2 separate regions of the Zea mays genome follow, and region 1 is linked to region 2. Evidence: chromatin contacts called from public Hi-C data. All regions are on one chromosome and are shown on one strand. Each heading gives the region's core, a stretch centred on a gene start, on an enhancer-like site or on the middle of the called end of the contact. The rest is flanking DNA. Distances are from core to core; before and after follow the strand shown. Region 1 overlaps LOC103635738 (E3 ubiquitin-protein ligase KEG). Region 2 holds the start of LOC100274190.

Region 1 (3,625 bases), core at 678-3,177, 710 kb before region 2:
ATTTGCAGGTTGGCGATTGGATTAGAGTCAAAGTGACAGTTCCCTCACCCAAATATGGATGGGAGGATGTGACTCGAAATAGTATTGGGATAATTCATAGTCTACAAGATGATGGAGATGTGGGTGTTGCTTTCTGCTTTAGAAGCAAGCTTTTTCTTTGCTCAGTTGCAGATATCGAGAAGGCACAACCATTTGAAGTAGGGGAAAAAGTTCATGTGTCACCTTCCATATCTGAGCCACGCCTCGGCTGGTTAAATGAAACTGCAGCTACTATTGGAGCCATATCAAGGATTGACATGGATGGGACTTTAAATATCAAGGTTTCTGGCCGAAAAAGCTTATGGAAGGTTGCTCCTGGTGACGCTGAGAGGCTTTCAGCTTTTGAGGTTGGAGATTGGGTCCGCCCAAAACCAAGTATTGGGAGCAGACCTACTTATGACTGGAATAGTGTTGGGAGAATAAACATTGCAGTAGTCCATAGCATTCAGGACTCTGGTTACTTGGAGTTAGCTGGCTGTTTCAGGCATGGGAAGTGGCTAACCCATAACACAGACATTGAGAAAGTGCAGACAGTAAAAATTGGTCAGCATGTTCGGTTCCGTGCTGGAATTTCAGAGCCTAGATGGGGATGGAGAGATGCGAACCCTGATTCTAGAGGCATCATCGCTGGTGTACATGCTGATGGAGAAGTAAGGGTCGCCTTCTTTGGTGTGCCGGGATTGTGGAGAGGCGATCCTGCAGATCTTGAAATTGAGAATATCTTCGAGGTTGGAGAGTGGGTTAGGCTGAGGAACGATGTGGAGCAGTGGAGATCACTCAAGCCTGGTAGCATTGGTGTGGTGCATGGGGTGGGATATCAAGGTGATGCTTGGGATGGAACCATTCATGTCGCTTTTTGTGGTGAGCAGGAAAGGTGGATTGGGCCTTCTAGCCAGCTTGAAGGAGTTAGCAAGTTTGTTGTTGGGCAGCGTGTTCGAATCAGAGGCTGTATCCGCCAGCCAAGATTTGGTTGGTCCAATCATAGTCATTCAAGCATAGGGACAATCTCATCTATTGACGCAGATGGGAAACTGAGGATTCATACACCAGCTGGTGCCAGGGCTTGGTTGACAGACCCAGCAGAGGTGGAAAAAGTGGAGGACGAGGAGGAAGTCTGTATTGGGGACTGGGTGAAGGTTAAGGACTCAGTTGGAACCCCAGTGTATCAATGGGGTGATGTGAACCACAGCAGTATAGGGGTGGTCCACCGGGCTGATGATGGAGAGCTCTGGATTGCTTTCTGCTTCTGTGAGAGGCTGTGGTTATGCAAAGCATGGGAGGTGGAAAAGGTGAGGCCCTTCAGACAAGGTGACAAAGTACGGATACGATCTGGTCTTGTATCCCCCAGATGGGGCTGGGGGATGGAGACCTACGCGAGCAAAGGCGAGGTTGTGGGTGTGGATGCAAACGGAAAGCTGAGGATAAAGTTTCGGTGGAGGGATAGACTTTGGATTGGGGACCCGGCTGATGTCGTTCTTGATGATGCCCATTTATTGACGGAGGCTTCTAATGGCTTTTGACCTTTTTGTTCATAGGCTTGTGGTATTCTTTTGACCCCATATCTCATTTCTTGCACCCATCCATTTTGCAGCATTTCAAATTTAGCAAAATCTCAACCTGCAGTGGAGTTGCAAGTTGCACATAGTTATCATCGCATAGGCATGCATGGCAGGGTGTATTTCTTGTTGATAACCGGGGAATGAGAAGACAGCGATAGTGAAATACTCCTAGAGTTGATAACCACCACCTAGGTTTTTTTCCCTTTGGTCTACATGTATAATTATGCCGCCTGATACCTTTTGGGTTTCAGTGTACCATATATACCAGTGTACAGGTTCGGACCTGAACATTAATTTGATTGATAGTGGTCTACTGGTCTTGTATGTGCTGACTCGTTGTGCACCGAGTGGCTGGCAATGCCGCGTGTACCAGGAGTTACTGCAAGCTGCTCAGTGGCATACGAGTATGATGACGTATATGGTACAAACTGCACTGCTGTGTATGCGTGGCACCAGTGTTGGTGTGGTAATGGATCGTGATCTAAATAATTTCACAAAATGGTTGGGCTCTAAATAAAGTTTAGTTTAAAAATGAATAGAAATAGAGTCTGATCCTTTAATCTTATAGTATAAAATTTAGAGCTCACTGGTACCCTAATGGCACCTCCACAACTGTTACCTCTAATGCCACCTCCACAAAATAAATGAGGAATCTCCACAAAATGAGGAATTAATGGCCTGTCTATTTCACCTTAAAGATTATATAATCTTGATTATAATCTGAATTATATAATCTAGATTATAATTTATCGTATGCAACTGTTTGGTAGTGTAGATTATACAAGTATATAAGGGTGGTATGGATCGTGATCTAAATATTTCTTTACAATTTGTTGTATATAAGGGTGGTATGGATCGTGATCTAAATATTTCTTTACAATTTGTTAGGTCTCTATATTTATTTTATTTTAAAAATAAATATAAATAAAGCCTTATCTTAATTCGATTTGATCCATGCTTATCATTCCTACGAGTACATATTATTGTTCTATAAGAAAGTACGCTACAAAGAAAATGGTATTATTCTAGCAAATAATGCATTGGCAATTTGATCATGAATGTTATTCATCCACGAGAAGCTACAACAGAGGCATGCACATGTATGTTTCTTGTGAACATTTTATCGAGCAGCTAGAGCACACCCGAACTATGGTAGGCAGCATCTACGCCGTGGACTACTGTGGCGATGCCGGCATTCGGTAGTTCGCGCCATGCGCCACAGTTGATGACGCCCCATGACACAGTTGACGAGCCCGTGCCGCCGTTCTCTAGTTCACGACCGTGGCTGATGGTGCGTGTCGCAAGCATGGGGTCGAGGTCGCGCCCTGCACCGGCGGTGTTATTGGCAAGGTCACGTCCGCCGCTCATGCACGCCATGGATAGAGGTGCGACCTCCTCTGCCCGCGACATGAAGCTCTGCAGCCGCGCTGCCACCGTGGATCAGCCGTCGTCGTGAACGGGTTGTTCATGGACATGCTGCAGGCGGGTTGGATTGGAGAAGCGATGCGATGGCTGGATGGAATGTGCTGGGGTTTCGGGTTTAGCATGTTCGTGAAGAAAAGTGAATGACAGACGTTGTAATTTCTAGTAACATAACCATAGGCAGTGGATCTTTTACCAAAAATAATCTCCAATAAACTCATCTTAAATAAATTATGGGATTATCATAATCTGACCTTGAAATTATATAATCTATCCACATAATATGGTTGTTTGTTTGCCACTTGAATTATTTGCACTAGATTATATAATTTACCTAGATTCCGAGCCCACACCAAATCCGGAATATGACGCTTGGATTGGCAAGGACAATAACCTCTCTCAATTCTGTTGCCGTCTCTTTCGTGACTTATCCTGTCGCAAGTCTCATTTGCAGAGATAGTCATTTTGTTTGTGTGGTATACTGGTGCCAGGATCGAATACATGTTTGCCTCTCAATCCTTAGCTTATATCATCAGCACACGCATGGCGCTTGCCACGTCAACCAAGGGGTGTCCTCAATCATATCATCGAGTACTTCACCGCAG
Region 2 (3,241 bases), core at 403-2,902:
ATGGTTGGGATGGAGGAGCACAAATCGGGACGTGGAATGGAGAAGAACATACCGCGGTGGTGGCCGGAGGTGATGGTTCCGTCATTCGCTCGCGCGGGTACGGGATCCTGGCGGCAGGAGATGGCGACGGCGAAACCCTAGCGCAGAGAGCGTTTGCGTTTGCGGTGCGTGCGGGAGTGCGGGGGTACAGCGCGTGTCGGGGCGAAGCGACTTGTTTGCCGCTTCTTGGCGGCCGTAGGGACAGCCGCGTCGGCCCGAAGCGCTTGCGGGAGAAGCCCCCCAGAAGTTTTGCGTTTGGTTCAACTTCTGGCTTCTGGCGGGCAGAAGCTCCCCAGAAGCTGAATCAAACAGGGGCTAAATTGACTCTATCACTAGTTAAAATTGGCTAGTAACTCTCGCTAGCCAAACTAACTTGCATGTTAGGGAGTTTTTGGAATAAGATGTTATTTATAGAGTTAGAGAGTTTTTGAATTAGAGCAACTCCAAAAGACTAGGTATAAATCCTAGCTAAATTTGAAGTATTGAGAGCTGTAAAAAATAGATAAGTTCATAATATGTGAGTGTATCCAACAAACTCTTCAAATATAGATGATGACTTATAAAACTCTCAACTAGCCAACTCATACGGTTCTTTTTTTTGCGCATGAATTTTCATCTGCTGTAGCCGACGGACATGGCGCATGACCGTTCTGAATCGGTCTGACACCCAGACACAACATTTGGTGCCAATTTCAAGCACATAATACAGACACAAAGTTGTTCAGTCCACTTCAACAAACTAGAAAAGAATGTGGATTATGTTTTCATTCCACTTCAACAAACTAGACAATCTGTGTTCAAGAAGCCATAACAACACATCTGTCACAGTTGGATTAAACTAAATGGGAGCTGGGCCAACTGAACAGTTCAAACATCGGATTCATATTCCCTAGTATCATTGACAATCCCATTTTTGAACCAGTTCAACTGGAATGTGATGTCACTATGGTGAAGCTATAGGGACGAAACAAGCAAGAAGCAACGGTAATGGAAAGGTGGGTTCGTCAGGGGAGAGCTCACTCATCACTGCGAGACGACAAACTTGCCCGGGGAGCCATGGGAACCAAAGCGAGAGAGTGCGGGAGGAAGCAGGAGGGCAGGAGAGCGCGTCGGCTGGGAGATGGCGAATCCTAAGAGCTAGCCAAAAATGACCAGCGACGGGGAGACGATGGCGAGCCAGATGCGATGGCGAAGTTGATGAAGAGACTGTTGGAAGCTTTTTGCACGGAGTTTTTCTTTTTTTTATAGAGCACGGGCTGTTTAGCTAGTCTGTTGGAGCTGCTATTAGATGTTATTTATAGAGTTTAATATTTACACAGAGACAAATAAAGAGTCGAGTCAAAAATAAAGTCTGTGAGTGATGTTCTAAGTGCGGCCAATGACTACAAATGTTATTTATAGAGTTTAATATTTACATTTTCTAGTTTCTTCTGTGTGTCACCCTTGACCACCTGCGCCGTGTCTCTTCTGTGTGCCACTGCTGCCCTCACCCCTGGATGAGAAATGAAGGCACCAGATTTAAAGTGCTCATATGAGCACAAGAGCTCCATGAGCACATAATACGTTCCCTTTGCTAAAAGCAACCACAAGCGAAAAAAAAACAAATTTCCCTGCTCTTTCCGTCGCCTCCGCCGTCGCCGTAAGACTGTCGATGGCCGCAGCCACCGCCACCGTCACCTTCTCGCCATCTCCCCCATCCTTCCTCAACTCCCATATCCCTCGTGGCCACCGACCTGCCTCCACCACGACGATAGCTTTTGCACGCCGTTTTCGCGGTGTAAAACCTAGTCCCGATCGCTCCCGAGGCAAGGTCGACCAGGTCGCCCACCCCGACGATGGATTCGGCGCACTCGAAGCGGAGCTCTGGCGCCTGCGCCGCCTCGTGGAGCTAAAGATCCACCGCCTCGGCACCGAGGCCGACGCCGCCTACCGCGACCTACGCTCGGCGGTGCGCGAGGTCAGCGGAGACCGCGTCGTCCTAACCTTCCGCCGCTCGTCGCTGCGCTACCTCACCGGAGCACTCCTCTTCTTGCTCGCCTGCGCCATCGCGGCGCGATTGCTGCTGGGGATGGTCTTACGGGCGTGGCAGCGGCGGGGTTTGAGGAGGGGATTGTGGGGTGAAGGCGGCAGGGCGGTTGTGCGAAGGAGGGACCGCAGCTTGGGAGGGAAGGAGGTGGTGGTTGCTGTGTCGTCGCCGCCTAAGGAGGCAGCTCGGACCAGTCGTGTCGCAGAGCCAGCAAAGGAGGTCTGGAGGGGGTACTCACAAGCTAAGTTGCCAGACTGGTGGCCCAATGTTGGAGCGACGGTGATGGAACCTGGGCCAGAGATGGAGAAGTGGGCAAGAATGGCAAACAGATTGGTCCGAGGTGAATGCCTGTAAATTTCAATTCTAGGTTGCTGGCGTAATTCTGAATGTGTTGCCCAAATGCACCAGTCTGGTACATCTTTTATTTTTTAACCTTTCACTGTTTTTTGGGTATAAAATTATTTGCAAATTGGGTTTGTATTTCAAAAGCCCAATAATTTGAGCTCGTATGCATGCTGATGCTGTTATTGATAGTATATAAATGGGGGTTCTCAGTGTGGTAACATTGGTTCTGTTTGCTCTCATTCAAGTTCGAATAGCATCAACATAATGCCACTACAACATTATATTATTATATAAAACTAGGAGATTTTAAATGGTACAGAGGTTAGTTTTGTTTATATACTTCGCAGAATTTGCTCTTGAAAATGTCTTTTCCTTTGAAGTTCTAATAGATTTAGTATTTCCGGGAATTAACAGAAATGTGACATTTGGAGGATGATTTCCTTGTAACACATTTTATTTGTTCCTACAACTTGCATTTGTCATTCTTTAATAGCAACTTAAAACTAGCTGATATTATATTCTTCGAAATTTGAATGATAACTTTGCTCTTGTCATGATTATTCCCTTGAAATTGTAATTGTTCTTACAGTTTTGCTAGAAATATAACAATGACTAAAATTTGGCACGTGAATAAAATTGCATACGAATCTTGTTATCTCTATCAGTGTACTATATACATAGTTCAAATGTTAAACAAAAAAGGAGAAACCTTCTTGTACTGTATTCGAAGTCAAGTTACCCACTTCATACTTGCAGTGCGGGATGTTACTATTGTTCTCCATATATGTTAATATACTCAATCGGCGAACCAAAATTATAGGTACATATAAC

What was found. Hi-C and Micro-C count contacts between places; a contact is called where the count stands out from the background.
Region 1: a contact with region 2 is called in a Hi-C map of ear, with 2.3 times the contacts expected there. The contact joins the enhancer-like site here to the promoter of LOC100274190 in region 2. A contact is called at or near these places in 2 of 25 Hi-C or Micro-C datasets (ear and endosperm).

Annotation. Positions count from the first base shown.
Region 1 is chr8:116,611,798-116,615,422 of Zm-B73-REFERENCE-NAM-5.0, reverse strand. LOC103635738 (E3 ubiquitin-protein ligase KEG) reads left to right here. Exons shown (of 15, transcript XM_008658118.3): 15 at 9-1,928. The coding sequence ends at 1,559. Among protein-coding and RNA genes, the nearest start is that of LOC103635738, 24 kb to the left of the region's middle. Within about 2 kb of position 1,927, at least 18 of the 20 cell types and tissues checked have an H3K27ac peak or open chromatin away from gene starts, as enhancers often do. A contact at or near this core is called in ear and endosperm, where this site is marked.
Region 2 is chr8:115,906,392-115,909,632 of Zm-B73-REFERENCE-NAM-5.0, reverse strand. It overlaps LOC100274190, which reads left to right and starts at 1,652. Exons shown (of 7, transcript NM_001357783.1): 1 at 1,652-2,405. The coding sequence starts at 1,691.